Linked DNA regions of Rattus norvegicus: region 1 is linked to region 2. The links are chromatin contacts, called in public Hi-C maps. All regions are on one chromosome and are shown on one strand. Each heading gives the region's core, a stretch centred on a gene start, on an enhancer-like site or on the middle of the called end of the contact. The rest is flanking DNA. Distances are from core to core; before and after follow the strand shown. Region 1 holds the start of Thoc3 (THO complex subunit 3). Region 2 holds the start of Rnf44 (ring finger protein 44).

The links. Hi-C and Micro-C count contacts between places; a contact is called where the count stands out from the background.
Region 1: a contact with region 2 is called in a Hi-C map of kidney, with 4 times the contacts expected there. The contact joins the promoter of Thoc3 here to the promoter of Rnf44 in region 2. A contact is called at or near these places in 3 of 12 Hi-C or Micro-C datasets (kidney and mammary epithelial cells).

Annotation. Positions count from the first base shown.
Region 1 is chr17:10,146,988-10,150,062 of GRCr8, reverse strand. It overlaps Thoc3 (THO complex subunit 3), which reads right to left and starts at 1,782. Exons shown (of 6, transcript NM_001106059.1): 1 at 1,479-1,782; 2 at 770-926. The coding sequence starts at 1,745.
Region 2 is chr17:9,928,817-9,931,933 of GRCr8, reverse strand. It overlaps Rnf44 (ring finger protein 44), which reads right to left and starts at 1,559. Exons shown (of 11, transcript NM_001024795.1): 1 at 1,330-1,559.

The sequences.
Region 1 (3,075 bases), core at 533-3,032, 220 kb before region 2:
TAGCACCCACAATTCAGAATCATCTATAAGTTCATCTATAGAATATAAGACACCTTCTTCTGGCGCCTATACACACATAATACATGTACACGTACATGCACACACATACACGCACACCAACGCACACGAAAATTAAAAAAAAAATCTAAAAATCAACAAAACTGCCTGTCTTAGTAGGTTTTACTGCTGTGAGCAGACACCACAACCAAGGCAACTCTTATAAAGGACAGCATTTAACTGGGGCTGGCTTACAGGTTCAGAGGTTCAGTCCATTAACATCAAGGCAGGAGCATCCAGGCAGATGTGGGGCTGGACAAGTTGAGAGTTCTATATCTTAATCCAAAGGCGAACAGGAGAATACTGGCTTCCAGGCAGCTAGGATGAGGGTCTCAAAGCCCCCTTCACAGTGACACACTTCCTCTAACAAGGCCACATTTTCTAATGATGCCACTCCCTGGGCCAAGCATACTTAAATTACTACACCACTTTGAACACTGCCTTTAAATATAATGCACAATTTTCCAGATCACCCATTGTACCCTGCCATTTCTCAGCCATTGTAACCTGCCAGGATCTCCCAATTCTCCATGCCTCTGCACACACTACTCCTGGGATGGCTTCCACTGCTCATCTATGTATCTATGGCCTGTCAGGAAAGCGCTCACATTCTATTCTGGTCTTCTCCAGGCAGACATATACATCCTGATAAACTGCACTAGCTACAAAGAACACAGTACATGGCTGCTGAAGACCCTCTCTCTGAAGTTACCTTTCGTGTTCACAGTGGCGATGCATTTTGTAGTCCTCACATCCCAGATGCGAATGGTTTTATCTCCAGATGCGGTGACAAAAAGGTCAGGGTTGCTTGGATGCCAGCAGAGCTGGTCCACGCTATCCCCATGTCCACGGTAGTTGTTTTCCTTGACCTTAAAAGAACAGAATTCAGATGCCACTTTTATCCGAGCAGTGGTACATTGAAACCAGCAAAGATCTGGATATGCAAAAAAGAAATCCAGCTCTTTTCCCAAAACTTCAACTCACACGAACCTCTCTGAGCTTCGACATCTGCCCTTCCTGGGCTCCTTTCTTTCTTCTTTTACCACATAACCACCCCAACCCATCTGTCCACTCCAAAAAGATGCACTATCATTTTCAAATAAAACCCTCGTCTCCACCCTAGGGACTCTACCACCTCATCAGTCCCTAGCCATTCCTCACCGAGTATTCCTACCCTGGGCTCTTGTAGACCCTCATCACTCTCGGCCACAAAATTTCAACGTTCCCTGGCCTGCAGCCACGTCGCCACACCTCTTTACTTGCCACTAAGTTCGTTCTCTGCTCTCCGCCAGGCAGCCTCAGCCCATTCGTCACTCCAACTCTTCCAGCCCCTCAAACCTTTCCTCCTTACCGCCAACGACAGGCCCTCTCCCTCCACACACAGCCCCCTTCCCGGCCATGCCCGTGCCCTACAAACTCACCAGCCGGTCCTTCTCCAGCAAGAACACGCTGGCAGTCTTGTCGAAAGATCCCGAGGCCAAGCGACGACCGTCGCAGCTCCAGGCCACCGAGTGCACCTTGGCACTGTGCGCCGGGAACTCACGAGTCTTGCTGTGGCCTCGGAACAACTCCTGCATCCCGAGCACATAACGAGACGGGCCACTGCTCACCGAGCACCAGGGCGCCATCGACCCGGGGCCGCTCTGGCTGAGGGCAGAGGGCCCCAGGACAGCGGCGGGAACCGCCATGGCCCTCTCCGCAAGGATCGCGCGCCGGAAGCTGGAGACTCTGAGCCTGGCGCCGTCGCCGCGCGCATGCGCCGATAAAAGCGCCTTGTCGCTCCGCGCAGGCGCCTCTCGCCCGCCCCGGACTACAAATCCCGGCATGCAGGGCGCGTCCACATTTACCTTTTGGAATAGGGATGATTTCTCCTTAAATTCGCGTCTTTTTCGAAGACTTCAATTTTTTTAATGGTCTTCTCACCTGTTTCTTGGTAGTCTGGTTTATTCGAAAAAGAGGACCAAGGTTAAAGCCTCCAATTTACCTACAAGTAAAAATATCTTTTTGTTCTAGAGTTGCTTTTCACTGCAAGGTCCTCATCCTGCCCTTAAAGCAAAAGGCCATAGCAAAATTCTCGCTCCAGGAGAAAGGTTAGATGTTTGTGGAATGAAGGAATTGATAAGTGTGGGTTTGTCGGTTGGAGTTGGGAAAAGTTGGTTGATTTGAAATTTGGTTTGTTTGGGGGTTTTGTTTTTTGTTTTTTGTTTTTGTTTTTGTTTTTGAAGACACGGTTACTCTGTGTAGTCCTGTCTGTCCAGGACCACCACCATCCGATTGCTCCTTGTTTGGTTAGTTTTTCTTGGATTTTGGTTTTTCGAGACAGAGTCTCTCGGTGTATCCCTAACTGTCCTGGAACTCACTCTGAAGACTAGGCTGGCCTCGAACACAGAGAGATCCGCCTGCCTGCCTCCCAAGACGTTTTGTCTTTTGATCGTGGTTGTTAAAAGATATTGCATATGCACGACAGTAAATTAGAAGAAAATAGTGGAAAGTAAAGTGACCATTTGGTGGCCACGCACACATCTCAGATCCTACCATTTCTTATGTCTCTCTTAAACCAAAAGATACCCGGATGGATTTAAAAAAAAAAAAAAAAAAAGGTGCACTGCCAGGATGCACTAAGCACTGGAGAAGAGCTGTGTAGGGATGGGGGGCATCGGAGGAACCAGCTGTGGTGTCGCAGGCTTATGGGACAGGCAGATCCCTAGGACTCACTGGCCAGCTGTCTTAACTTCCTTGGCAAGTCCCAGGTAAATGAGCGACCCTGTCTCAAAACAAAACAAAACAACGAATGGTGCTTACAGAAAAGGGGTCTTGCAAGGTAGCTCAGTTAGAGAGGTATAATAGTTTATTCAGTTGTTTCCTAGTATTGTCCTCTGGTCTCACACATGCGTACAGGTAAACTCATTTAAATGACTCTATCCCTGAATACTATGTTCTCTACTCGGCCTGACTGGAATTCCCTTGTACTTTTCCTGAGTATTCTTATCTGTTACTTTCATTAATAGCTATCTCCCT
Region 2 (3,117 bases), core at 310-2,809:
TATGGCGGGAATCAAGCTCCCCTTCCCTACTTGCTTGCTTAGCTGTACCTCCCACTAAACAGTAGCTTCCTAACTCCTACAAAGGCCGAGGAGGCCGATTTAGGGTGGAACCACCACACCTTGGCCAGTTTAAACTCCCTGGGTGACCTTGGTTAAAGAACTCCTTTAGTTTCTGCTAAGCCTTATTTACAATAAGTTTAAGCAAGGACTGAGATCTCCCCAGGGCGCCCCTAAAAAGGCAGAGACAAGAAACCAGGTGTTCACATTATAGGGGAAGAAAACAAAGTCCTAGAGGATAAGGTGCCTCCCAAAAGCAGGCCAGACACAGGCAGTGGGGCTCCAGCAGTCTTTCAAAGCTACCCCCTCCCTGAGGATGGGGCCGAAGCTCGCACACGTCCCAGGAGGGGCCTCCGTTGTTCTCCTCTTACTCCGTAATGCCGCACTCGGAGGAACACTGAGGGAAGAGGCCAGGCAGCAGCGCTGGGGCTAGAGCGCTGTGACTTTAAGAGCCGCGGATCCCGGACCATGTGCTCGGCGTGAGACAAAAGCAACAACAAAGGAAGTGGCGGCTGCAGGGGGAGGGGGGTAGCTCCTTCCCCTCCACCGCAGCGCTCCGCAAGGCAGAGAAGCGGCCGGGCCCGAACTAGGTAGCCGCAGGCAGCACCTGCCCCAGGGGCCCGGCCACTGTGCCCCACCACTCCCGCAGCTCAGAATCGACGCCTACGAGGCCGGCAAACAACAACGCGTCCCCGAGGGAGCCGTAGTTCCGGGGTGCGGGACAGAAGTTAGAGGCCTGGCCCGACTCACCGGCAGCCGTCCGACCACACGCGGGCTCCTTTGTTCGCGATGCGGGGTGCGGACGGTGAAGCGCCCGCTCCTTCGCGAGCCTGCTCTGTCTTCCGCCTCCCCAGCCCGGGCCCGAGAGAAGGGCGGCGCAGGACGCAGCTGTGCTCTCCGAGGGCTGGCCCTTTAAGAACTGTCCGCGGCGGCCGGATGGAACCAGCCCCACGTTTTGATTCACAACATTCGGAGCGGCGGAGGCGCGCAGCGCGGGAGGCGGCTCGCGGGGGCGCGCCAGGACGCTCAAGCAAACAGTAGCGGCTGGAGCCGGCACCCGCCCCGCCCCGCAGGCCCCGCCCCACCCCGCGCGTCGGCCAATCGGGTCCTGCGGACGGCACGTGACTAGCGGGTCGCCATCTTGAAAGGCTGGCTAAAAAAGCCTCTTCGCCCCCACCTCATACTTCAAAACCCCCAAGGCCAGGTTGCAGGTGAAAAGGGGCACGACCTCAGGTGCCCGGGCGGCGGCGCGCACTAACATGTCATGGTTACCTTCTTAGGGCCGCGGCCTTTGTGGGGCACGCAGCCTCTCAGGCAGCCGAGGTGAGAAGACCGCTCTCAGCCCAGCAAGCACACTTCCCGGAGATGACGTCACTCCCGAGCCCTGCAGGCCTGCGATGACCTCATAGCTCACCTCGCCTCTCGACTCTCGTTTTCTGTTCCGTTTCGCGGCGCCTTTAAAAAGCTGGGACAACCCAGATGGCTGAAGAGACCAATGGCTGAGGTCCCATGCAAATGATTTAACGTCTCCCGGGCAGGGGGATTGGTCCTGCGTATGATGACGTCACAGAAACATTTCGCCACCCCGCCTCCAGCGCGGCCCGGGAAAAGGGGTGGAGAGACTCTAGTTCAGCAGTAGTAGGAAGAGCTGGAATCCCTTGTACCAAACCCAGGGAAGTTTCTGCACTTTAGTTCTCTATGCCTCCCAACACGTGTGAGCCTAGGGATTATGACAAGGAGTCCACTATACCCTAGAGGAGAGTCACTCCACCAGGACCGGTGGATCAATGTGAGTTCGAGAACAGACTGGTCTACATAGCTACAGAGACCTTGTCTTCAAAAGACAAACAACAAAGTATCACACACCAGGAAACACAGCTGAGAGAAGAGATGGAGCAGACATCGGTCTCCCCTTAGACTGTCCTCCAGGCAAACGTACAAAGTGGGGTATGGTGTCTGCACCGATTATATAAGCTTCTGCATCTATCTGCATTACCTAAAGCACTCATGTCTACTAGGATGGTCTGTAGTAACTGGATTCTTCCAGCGCCCACCAACCTAGAACAAGGTGTCAGTAGAAAATGGCAACATTTGTTAAACCTCTGTGGCTACAGACTGGTGACACTCTGTATTTTGTAGATGTATCCCATAATCTCAAATACTAAAAAAATCAAACTAATTTGCTAATAGGATGTAACAGTATTATTAATTTCAACTGGATATTGTATCTACATACAGTATCCTGAAATGATACAGGAATTGTCATTAGGGTGCACCTGTTCGGGAGGGCATTTTCTATTTTCTTTGTTTACTGTTGTTTTTGTTTGTTTATAAACATAGTCTCCTGTATCTCAGGCAGCTTCAAACTCTTGATCTTCCCCAAGAGCTGAAATTACAGGCATATACCACCACTCCTGGTTTAGATTTTTAAATTTGGTAACTGTGCATTTGCTTTTAAAAATTCTAGACAGAGGGCTGGAGAGATGGTTCAGTAATTAAGAGCACTAGTTACTCTCCAGAGGACCAGGGTTCAGTTCCCAGCACCCACATGGCAGTTCACAACTGTCTGTAAATCCAGGGGATCTGACACCCTCACACAGACATACACGCAGGCAAAACACCAGTACATTTAAAAATGAATTCTATAAAAAAAAATTCTAGACAGAGCTGGGTGTAATGGCCCATGCCTTTATTCCCAGAAACTGAGAGTCGGAGGCAGATAGCCTCTAAGTTAGAGGCCATCCTGATCTACACACTGAGTTCCAGGACAGCTAGAGCTACACAGGAATCTTGTCTCAAAATACAAACTTTAGACCGTACAACCCACTGAAAAAAACTGCCCAAAACCTATAAAACAATTTATCTTAGGCCTATTTTTAAAGGATTTTATCATTTTATGTATATGTATGAATATATTTGACTGTATGTTTGTACAACATGTATGCAGTGCCTGTAAGGGCCAGATGGTTCTCATTGGACCTCTGAGAACTGGAGTTAAAGATAGTTTGAGTCAATTGATATAAGTGCTGGGAATTGAACCCTGGTCCTCTGGAAGAGCAC